Linked DNA regions of Mus musculus: regions 1 and 2 are each linked to region 3. A link is a contact called in public promoter capture Hi-C data. All regions are on one chromosome and are shown on one strand. Each heading gives the region's core, a stretch centred on a gene start, on an enhancer-like site or on the middle of the called end of the contact. The rest is flanking DNA. Distances are from core to core; before and after follow the strand shown. Region 1 holds the start of S100a8 (S100 calcium binding protein A8 (calgranulin A)). Region 2 overlaps Gatad2b (GATA zinc finger domain containing 2B). Region 3 holds the start of Npr1 (natriuretic peptide receptor 1).

Evidence for each region. Promoter capture Hi-C pulls out the DNA fragments that hold promoters and counts their contacts.
Region 1: a contact with region 3 is called in a promoter capture Hi-C map of liver. The contact joins the promoter of S100a8 here to the promoter of Npr1 in region 3. A contact is called at or near these places in 6 of 39 promoter capture datasets (the C10 cell line, the SN4741 cell line, cranial neural crest and 3 more), 1 of 15 datasets of contacts at CTCF or cohesin (the NIH/3T3 cell line), 1 of 115 datasets of contacts at active chromatin or transcription factors (bone marrow-derived macrophages) and 2 of 9 other capture datasets (adipose tissue and liver).
Region 2: a promoter capture Hi-C map of hematopoietic stem and progenitor cells shows a contact between it and region 3. The contact joins the enhancer-like site here to the promoter of Npr1 in region 3. A contact is called at or near these places in 20 of 39 promoter capture datasets (the 3T3-L1 cell line, the C10 cell line, the HPC-7 cell line and 11 more), 1 of 15 datasets of contacts at CTCF or cohesin (CD8 T cells), 2 of 484 Hi-C or Micro-C datasets (beige adipocytes and bone marrow), 5 of 115 datasets of contacts at active chromatin or transcription factors (bone marrow-derived macrophages, embryonic stem cells and intestinal villus epithelium) and 4 of 9 other capture datasets (adipose tissue, embryonic stem cells, liver and 1 more).

What each region holds. Positions count from the first base shown.
Region 1 is chr3:90,667,562-90,670,963 of GRCm38.p6, forward strand. It overlaps S100a8 (S100 calcium binding protein A8 (calgranulin A)), which reads left to right and starts at 1,510. Exons shown (of 3, transcript NM_013650.2): 1 at 1,510-1,541; 2 at 1,958-2,121; 3 at 2,278-2,473. The coding sequence starts at 1,981. The coding sequence ends at 2,406.
Region 2 is chr3:90,321,107-90,324,674 of GRCm38.p6, forward strand. All of the region lies in intron 1 of Gatad2b (GATA zinc finger domain containing 2B), which reads left to right. Among named protein-coding and RNA genes, the nearest start is that of Gatad2b, 30 kb to the left of the region's middle. Within about 2 kb of position 2,220, at least 110 of the 459 cell types and tissues checked have an H3K27ac peak or open chromatin away from gene starts, as enhancers often do. A contact at or near this core is called in CD8 T cells, adipose tissue, bone marrow-derived macrophages and 2 more, where this site is marked.
Region 3 is chr3:90,463,873-90,467,138 of GRCm38.p6, forward strand. It overlaps Npr1 (natriuretic peptide receptor 1), which reads right to left and starts at 1,994. Exons shown (of 22, transcript NM_008727.5): 1 at 923-1,994; 2 at 1-138. The coding sequence starts at 1,631.

The DNA of each region.
Region 1 (3,402 bases), core at 260-2,759, 200 kb after region 3:
CAGAATGGGAAATGCATGGCAGACAGAAAAAGAGGCAGCTGTCACAGTGTGTTTCTAGTCAGGAATCAGAGAGCAAGGGGGCAAATACCCTGTTCTCCAACAGGACCTCAACCTGTGAAAAGTACTGCCCATGTTTAAGGTGGATCTTCCTGTCTTAGTTTACCTGATTTAGACAATCCCTCACACATATGCCCAGAGATTTGTTTTCATGGTGAGTCTGAATCCCATTGAACCAATAGGAAAGATCAGCTACCACAGCTCTGATGGCCTGGGTGCTGAAGTAGAACCAGGATTGGTATCTGAAGGAGAGAAGGGATGAGTTTTCCCCATCACCTCTAGTTCTTGTCAGATCATGCTAGGGACTCTGCAATTCTGACACACTTGGACTGGGAAATTGGTTGACTCCCTCCACCTTTCTGGGCTTCAGCTTCCTCGTCTGTACATTGGCTGGTTCAGCTCTCTGCCTTCCTGAGAAGCATATTATGAAGCTTTTGTAAGATAATGTGGATGAAACCCACCCATATGAGAAATACTCCATAGACCTCTATAAACTGGCAGCCAGTTAATTCGAGTGGTATTCTACTGGGCTTGGGGATTGCACCTATGAATTCCTGGGAATAAGCCCCTCTTCTTTTTCCCTTGGGCATGAGACTCACATGGACTCTCCAAAATACTTGACCCCTCACCATCCTAGAGTTCACTCCTCTCTTCATCCCAGGCTCCTGGGGACAAAGGTACAGTGACCATTCTGAGAGGCTGAAAGGGTCTCTACTGTTATCATGCAGTGACTTAGTGGCAGCTGAGGGTGGACAGAATGAAGACCAGGAATTACATCCAAAGACTCAGGACATCCTTAGCTTTTAGAGCAGAATGACCATTAAGAGTCACGGGCAGGTTAGGAATTTGTCCAACTCTTGGGAATACAGCTATCCTCCAAAGACTGTACCTACCCATCTAAATAGAACCCCATAGCAGTACTCCAAACTTTACTAATATCCAGTAGCTAGAACCAGCAATGTTTCTGAGGTCTTTGGTACTTTGAGAACTTGGAGAAGTTGTCTTTTCTATGCACCCACACTCATACAGAAGCATACACCTTCAGTTCAGTTCAGTTCAGTTCAGTTCAGTTCAGTTCAGTTCAGTTCAGTTCAGTTCAGAGGTAGACTGGACATGAAGGCATTGGATCAGCAATGGATCCAATTAGGAGAGGGTTAAGATTGAGAGTCTGTTTAGATGCAGGGATGAGGTGCCAGGGGCCTAGACATGGACTTATTGCCATGCCCCATCCTGATTCTTCCTGCTGGGTACTCCTGTCTGGTAAATGTTCCAACACTCCCACTTCCTCAGACTCAGAAATGCTCACTGTACTCAGTGATTGCCACATGGACTTGGTTAGGAAACAGAGGCTGTGGCAACTCTGGAAGGGAAGAGCGTTGTCTCCATAGCCCGAGGCTGTGGGCAGCTGGCCAAGCTTTCCTCTATAAAAGCAGCTGACACTTAGCCTCACATATCCTTTGTCAGCTCCGTCTTCAAGACATCGTGTAAGTAGGGCTATGTGACTGTCTCACAGTGTAGGCTCTCCTTAGCGAGGGTTGGGGGATAGAGTAGCCTCCTCTGAGAGGGCGAGAAAGCGTGGGGAAGTCTCCAGCACCGATCAAATGCTTGAGGATAAAGGAAGTGGAATGGCGTAGAGCCTTCTAGCAGTGTCTAGCAGAAGAGGGCAGGAAGTGTTTAGTGTGGAGAATTTGCTACACTTGTGTGTGTGTGTACTAAAGTCTCTCCAATGCTCTCTCCTACCCCTTCCCATCAGAGATAGAGCCATTTTCTGGGTTTAGTTATCTGAGTGGTACAGGCCAGGTCAAAGCCCATTCTTGGGTTAAAAACCTGAATGCCCACTCAGTTGTCACCCTGCCGTGAGTAACTGCAGCTCCCATCCCTCTGCGACTTTTCCTTTCAGTTGAAAGGAAATCTTTCGTGACAATGCCGTCTGAACTGGAGAAGGCCTTGAGCAACCTCATTGATGTCTACCACAATTATTCCAATATACAAGGAAATCACCATGCCCTCTACAAGAATGACTTCAAGAAAATGGTCACTACTGAGTGTCCTCAGTTTGTGCAGGTGAGGAGGTGCTATGTTCTCAGGGTTTTCTAATGGTGCTGGGATGGCTAGCCCTCCAAGTTGCTTTCTGCAGTTAGCCAATACTTATCCACAGATAGTCCTCGCTTACTTTTCTCTGATACAGTCTGAACTCACCCCCCCCATTCTTCTTGACAGAATATAAATATCGAAAACTTGTTCAGAGAATTGGACATCAATAGTGACAATGCAATTAACTTCGAGGAGTTCCTTGCGATGGTGATAAAAGTGGGTGTGGCATCTCACAAAGACAGCCACAAGGAGTAGCAGAGCTTCTGGCCTAGGGCTGGGTCCCTGGATATGTCTACAGAATAAAGTCATCATATCTCAGGTCTGTTTGAGTCTCTTGTCTTTCCTGGGGGTGAAGGAAGGGATGGAAAACTGGAAAGAACTGTCTTGTTTTGGTCCTTACTGTTCTCCATGGTCCAGTCCTTTCCCATGACTGCTCCTCTGGTCACCAACCCCCAGATTGTTCTCAGTCTCTTCTGGCCCCTGAACTTTGAACCAGTGGTTCTAGGATTTAGGAATTTCCCAAAGTTTGTAACTTAGACTTGGTAGTTTTACTGGTTTATCCCAAATGGGAGATTTGGAAACAGGAGGATTCTAGGCAAACGGATGCTGTGCACATAACTTAGTTTCTAGTTAAATGTCTTAGATGTGACTTTTTGAAAATTAGTAGGATAGGTATGAAAGGTGTGTATATGAGGAAGGAGGAGGGAGGAAAGGAAGAAGGAGGGAGGGTGAGAGAGAGAGGAGTGATTTTCTGTCTTGGGGTAGGTGGATGGTTTTTAGTCCTACCTTAGGCACTAGAGGAGTACATCTGGTTCCTAGGGACATCTGGTCCCATATCGTAGTGATCTTTCCATTTTTACTCCAAACTTCCAACTCAGTTAAATGATACAGGAATGAGTAGATAGGTCAGTGCACTCATAAAGCTCAAAGGACAGCTATGGTCATCTGTTAGCTGTTGACCTTTGCCATCATTACATCTGTGAATTTTTCCTAGGGACTGGTAAAATGAGGAACTCGGAGACCTTTCACCAGAGCTTAGCCATTAAACTGAATTTTCTTTTTTAATTTAAAAAAATTTATTATTTTTTAAATAAAACATTTAAATTTTATATGTGTCCTGTATTTATATCATTCCTGTCTTCCTTCTGCTCCTTTCAATCTCCTCCACGTCATTTCCTCTCAACTGCCTCTCAAATACATGGTCTCTTTTTCTTTAATTATAATTGTTACAGATAGATATAAGAATAAACA
Region 2 (3,568 bases), core at 970-3,469, 140 kb before region 3:
GACTATATTTTGATTTTTCACAGGATCAAATGAAGCAGGCACTTGAGGTGGTGTATTGGTGGTATGTATTAGTTGAAAAGTACTCACTGGGGCTGGAGAGATGACTCAGTGGTTAAGAGCTCTTACTGTTCTGCAAAGGAACCAAGTTTTGATTCCCAGCACTCACATCAGGCAGCTCACAATGGCTCCGGCTCCAGCTCCAGGGGAATTGATGTCTTCTGGGCTCTTTGGGCACATGCACACATGTAGGAAACACAAATTCATGCAAGCTCACACACATACTTATACATAAAAATAAGCTTTTTCTAAAAAGTGTTCTTGGAACTAAGGGTTCATTTAACATATATAAATAAAGCTTTGGGTACACACACAGGAAAGAAAAACAGAAGTAGGATGAAGCTATAGCTCATTGGCAGGGTACTTCTTGTCTAGTATTTATGACATGTCACATTACTAGCTCTGCTAAAAGTAAAACTCTTTAAGTGTGAGTATGCAGATGCCATTATACTACTCGGATGTAAAACTTCCTTGTGATTGTGTTAGTTCTGGCTTCAACTGTCCTAAATGTCAGTTGATAGAGCTACATCAGACCTGTAAATAGTTTCAGAGAAAAAAAAAAACCTGAAGCTGGGTGTGTTAGATGACACCTGTAATCCTAGCACTCAGGATGCTAACACTGGATTGAAGATTGTTGCCAGCTCAGACTATAGTGTGAGACTTGTCTTTTTTTTTTTTTTTTTTTTTTTTTAAGAAAAGATTTGGTCTGAATGTGGTGGCACATGGATTTAATCCAGCATTGGGAGGCAGAGGCATGTGAATCTTCTTGAATTTGAGGCTAGCCTGGTCTATATAGTGAGTTCTAGGACAGCCAGAGCTACATAGTGAACCCCATGTCTCAAACAAAGTTTGACAAATATTTCTGCTGGTTTATCAATACCTGTCCTATAGTACTTCAAGTAAGGATGAAGAAAAGTAGCTTGACTCTGACTTAAAGTCCCAGTAATCCTAGCACTCACAAAGGCTATCAGGAAGATCTTGAGTTTGAGGGTATGTAGTGTGTGTGTGTGTGTGTGTGTGTGTGTACCAAATAAGGAGGTTGATACTGTGTCTTTGTTTTATAGTATTGAGCACACTTTGTATTGGTTTTGTGTTTTTTAGAGCCTTGGAAACTAAACAGTTAAAGCATCATGATTTGAAAGGAAACTAGCTCTCATGAATGAAGGCAAATTCTGGCAGTAGGCCAGAATAGTGGGGTGGGGTGAGGGGGGGTTAGTTAGGATGGGAAAAATAACTGACTTTTGTACCACAAATGACTATTTAAAATTAAGAGATAATTTCATGTCCTGAGGTTATAAACCGGCTACAGCTGGTGTGTCGTCGTCCCCCCCCCCCCGCTAGGCATCATGGGTAAAAGTAAGCATTCCCCTATTTCTTTTGTTTAATATAACAGTAACACGTGATTGGCAGAGCAGTGTATCCACTTGGAGACCAGGTTTGTGCAGGTCTCTCATAGGGGCTGCTTTGCATGGGGCCATCTCTGAGAGCCCCTCTTACTATAGGAAAGACACAATACGAAGGAGAATGAGGGACCCCCACAAGGCTGGGGGGGAAAAGGGGGAAGAAACGAGCAGTCTAAATCAATTTCTCCTTTTCTTCCTTTTATGTCTATATATCCCTTTTTCTTTGTCTCCAAATTTCTTGGCAACTGGGGAGAGAGTGCAGAAATTATCTAAGCACCTTAACTATCTTTCTCTCCCCACCACACCTTTTTTCTTTATTTAAAAGTAGAAACTGAATTGTCTTCAGTTCTTCACAACAGTTTCCTGACTCTGGTTTCTGGTGGAATTGAAGTCATAAAACACTGTTGCTTTTTAAAATCTAATATGGAACAATTTTTTCTCATATAATATTCTTTCTTTTTTTTTTTACCCTCTTTCCCTCTGCTTCATCCATTTGCTATAATGATTTGGGCTTTTACTCCAGAATTTACGATGATGCTATAGGCAGGGTGTTGTTAAGGTTCATTTTCTCTTGAGTCCCCTCCCGCCCTTCTTCCCTCTTTCCCTTTCCTCCTCCCTCCCCCCTTCATGTTAAAAAAAAATGTCTTTTGTCTACAGCAGGATGGTTCTAGCTCCATTTTACCCTGTTACCCCTCTTCCATGTTAGCTGTAATACTGTTCTCTGTGAATGGAATGAGCCAGCTGACTGAGTGCTGGCATCATGCCAGGGGGTTGTGAGAAGAAATGAGAGTGCGCGCTCTCGTGTGTGTAAGCATATACAGAACACAAAGGGAAAAGCCTGCAGTCTAAGAAATCACAGCCACTTATATAAGGAAGTCTACGTCATCTCTGCTTGCTTGGCTGTGGGCAAGGAGAAGGGGGAAGGCTTAAATCATAAGATCTTTTTGACACACATGCACACATACACGTTTTATTTGCTTTCTTAAAATAGATACTTGCATTTCAGCAATTATGAGAGAATGAGTGCTGGTTTACAAATAGTAGTGGCCATATTCATAGGGGTAGTAGTAACTTTTAAGAAGGGTGAGGGAGTTTGTTTTGGATTTCTTTCTGCTCTCATTCAGAGGTGTTTTTACTTGGGAAGGGCATAACTAGAAGAGAAATTTGCATTAGAAGTTGAATGGATGTAATTTGTTAAGATACTTTTGGAATTGGTACTGTTTCTAATTCAGAATTCTCATAGGTTCCTGGATGGGTGCGTGAGAGCGATTGCACTTACCAAGAAGTAAAAAAGCCAGATGATAAAGCCATTAGTGTTTATAAGCTACTTTTTAAAAATTCTTTTTCTTTATTTTGTCTTGTATATAACATTGTGTTTCTGCTGTCTGCTGTGGGGTTATACACAAGAAATAACAGTGTATGGAAGGAAGGATAAATTTGAAATTGTCCTAAGCTTCAAACTCTTTGTTTCCCAGGCTGGACTTGAACTTGTACTCCTGCTTCTGTCTTCCAGGTATTGGGATTACAGGTATGGACCACTGAGAATGGTTTTTAAATCTCTGCTCTTGTCACACATTTAAATATCTATTTTGCTCTTGAGTTTTGATAAACCTTTTTTCTTTTGTTAGGAGGGTAATGTGAAGTTGTACTTTTAAGCACCTAGCCTTTTTTGTTTTTATTTAGATTTTGACACAGGACTGACTAAGCCTGTTCAATCCCGAGGCTATCCAGTTAGTTATTCTCCCACCTCAAGTTGCTAGACCTCAGTCTTCCAAGTTCCACTGCATGTGTGTGGACATGACAGAGGACAACTCACAGGATTTGGTTTTCTTCTTGGGTCCTGGAATCAAACTCAGGTCATCAGGTAGGGCAGTCAGCAAGCACCTTTATCCACTGAGCCATCTATGTAGCCCTGTAGAAAGGTTCCCTCCATCCCTCACTCTATTCTTCCCTCCCTCCCTTTTTCCCTTCTTGGTTAAGTCTTCTGGGTTTGGTATCAGGATAAGACTGGTTTTAAAGAATGAGTTTATTTGTTTTCTATTTTATGGAACAAGGTGAGAATTACTAGTGTTAACCTTTCTTTAAGTATCTGATAGATTGAATATTGA
Region 3 (3,266 bases), core at 744-3,243:
CAGGGCCCTGAGCACCCTGAAGGCTTTGCCCAAACACATCCAGGTGGAAGAAAACATAGTCCTCCCCAGTCAGGCCAGCATCCAGGGCCAAAAGCATCAGATTCCTGAAGGCATCCGGAGAACTGCAGATGTAGATAACTGAAGGAAAAGGAGGAAGAAGAGGGGAAGGCAGAGGAGGGGAAAGAGAGAGGAGAGAGAAAAAGGGGAGGGAGAGAGAGAGAGAGAGAGAGAGAGAGAGAACCACATGAATGAACACACAACACACAAAGTACTACAAAGGAGGGAATTCTGATTTGTAGTCTCTAAAGGATAGCAACTCCTGGCTCAGTCTTGGGCCTTGTCAAGAGAATGTGAAAGGTGGGAGAAGGAGGTATGAGGGATAGGAAGAGAGAGGAATGGGAGGAAGAAAGAGAAGGTGGGGCAAGGTGTGTGTGTGTGTGTGTGTGTGTGTGTGTGTGTGTGTATGTGTGTCTGTACATCTGTGTGAGTGTGTGTGTGTGTGTGTGTGGGGGGAGACGAGGACCAAGACTGCAGGAAGAATCAGAGAATAACCAGCCAGAGAAGGGACATGAGAGCTCGAGAGCTCATGTGGGAGCAATAGAAGTAACTGGAGGAAGAACGTGGTAAGTTAGAGGGAAAACAGCACGGAGAAGAGCCAGGAAGCTGAGGGCGCAGTAGAACTAGGCCCTTCAGCGCTTAAGTCAAGAAAGTCCGCAGCAGGAAGGTCACGGGAGACAGGAGGGGAGGGGGAGAGGGAAGGAATGCAAACCCGGCGCAGAGAGAAAGAACTAGAAACTCTGAGGTAGGAGTTGGGCAAGACTCTAAGAGGAGGAAGCCTGGCCCCCAGAGGCGGAATGCCAGGCTGTGGACTGGCCGGAGATCAGGCCGCGCGAGCCAGCCGTCTGGTGGGTGCCAGCCTCACCTCTGCCCTTGCGCTGCACGGTCCGCAGTAGCTTGGTGTAGTGGTCCGGGTCGCCCTCGACGAACTCCTGGTGATTTACTGTGATGTTGAGTCGCTCACGCACCCGCATGTACAGCCCCTCCACTATGAAGAAGCACGGCCGGTCGTCGCCCAGCCGATCTGCATAGAGCACAAGCGCCTGGTGCTCCCAGCCCAGCCGTCGATGCAGCGCCGTCACGAAGTCGCCCAGCTTGACATGGCTGGGTCCTGTGCGGGTGGTTAACGCGTACTCATCCTTCACCCCGATGCCCAGAGCCGGGGCGCCAGCCGTCAGCAGCGGCACCCGCCAGTGCGCGGTGAAGCGTCCCACCGGGGCAGCAGAGTATACGCAGCCGGGGCCCAGGAACACCGCGGGGCTGTGCTCCCACTTGAGATCCACCGCGGCCAGCGGTGCAGCGGTGTCGGAGCAGACGCCCGCCGCGTTCTCGCTGCTGCCCAGCACCATACGGACCGTCCAACCCGGCAGCAAGTCCGGCCGAGCCTTCACCCTCCCGAGAGCCAGTTCCACCGCCGGCCCTACACGCGCCCAAGACCACGGGTACGAGGTGTTGGTCAGCGGCAGCACCACGGCCACGGTCAGGTCGCTCGCGTGGCCGCTTCGGAGCAGCAGCAGCGGCGGTAGCAGCAGCAGCGCCCTTAGGCGCGGACGGACGCGTCGGGAACCCGGCATGGCCTCAGCGAGCGCAGCGACGGAGCAGCGCTGTCACCATGGTCTGATCGCCGTCCTCGGGCTCAGAGGCGAGGGTCGGGAGTCAAGAGCGCCCGAGCCGTAGCGAGGGAGGGGGCTGGGTTGAAGCCGCAGCGGCGAGAGCAAGCTGCCTGCCGAGGCTGCGACTGTCCCGCCGTCGAGCAGGAGCGCGGAATTGGGAGCGTCCGAGAGCGGAGGGTGCTTTAGAGCAGGTGAGAGCGAGCGCAGCACCCGAAGGGAGTCCGTGGAGAGCGAGAGAACGAGAGGGCGATCTAAGAAGAGCGAGGGGAGCGGGTGCGCCAGCGAGGAAAGGGGAGTGTGCGCTCGCGCTTGCCCCAGGAGTATGCCAGAAGGGGCGTCCGGCTGGCCCAAGTCTCCGGCCGTTCCGGAGGCGGGCGGGGGCGGGGTGGGGGGGGGGTGGGGGGGACGGGACCACAAGGTCCCGAGCCAGGCAGCGAATCCTCCCCTCCCAGATTCGGCGACAAGAGAGCCGGGGGAGCCAATCCCGGTCCTTTAACTCCTTCCTCCCAGCCCTGACTATGGCTGGTTCCCACCCTCGCGTGCGCCAGTTATTGCTGACCCTCTTCCCGCCGCGCTGTCCCTGCGCAAGGTTTCCCTCCCTTGGCAGCACCCGCGGGCGGGGCGCCTAGGCCGCGGGGGAACCAGGACTGAGGAAGGGTGTGAGGAAGCTGCCCCCCCTCGCCCCCTCCTATACCCCCCTTTTCTACCTGGCTCCTAGGGAAGAGGAAAGTAGAGGTTTGTTTGGATCTTGGCCGGGAAAGGTGTGTGTGGCTATAGGAGTTTGGGAGGGTTTCTGGAAAAGGCAATCAAGTAGAGGCGAGCCAGAGTCCGGGTTACCCAGTCCATCAATGAGTACCTCCCCTTTCTTCTTCGCCGCCTCCCAGATCCCGCAGATTAACAGAGCAAGATGACCAGGTGGGAGGGTGGAGTTAACTCTTTAGTTCCCCAAATAATGATGGAAACTGGGGAGAGAGAGTGGGTGGCTAGAGAAGAGATGTAACCTCGTGTGAGTGTTTTGTGTGGAAGATCATTAAAATAGGACTGTGAAGTTCTGGTTGGAAATGACCACGGGAAGAATAAATGAAGGAGCGAGTCTTTGGGACGGAACGCCATGGGATTAGTCTGCCCTCTAATGGTTATCCGCATTCATTAACCGTATTGCGCCATCAACTTCGCCAGCCTTGAGCCCGAACAGGATCTTAAGGTCAGCAAACATTTCAAGAGGACCAGCTGTGTCAAGTGCCAGTTAAATGCTGACGGCATAACGATGAAATATATAATATTATTATATATGTTTTGAGGACAAATAACCATAACACAATATACTTTAAGCACTGGAAAAAGAGACAGGGATATGCCCAGAGACCGAGATGAGAGCTATTAATTCTACCTGGATTGGAGCCAGGAAAACTTCCAAAGAGAGAAAAACTCACCGAGGGTCAAAGGATAAAAAAGGGTACTTGGGGCTGGAGATATAGTTCAATAGTTAAGAACGTTTATTGCCCTTCCAGAGAACCAGAGTTCCGTTCCCAGCACCTACATCAAGTGGCTCATAACCATTATTCCAGCATTCCAGCTCCAGGGGAACCTCTGGGG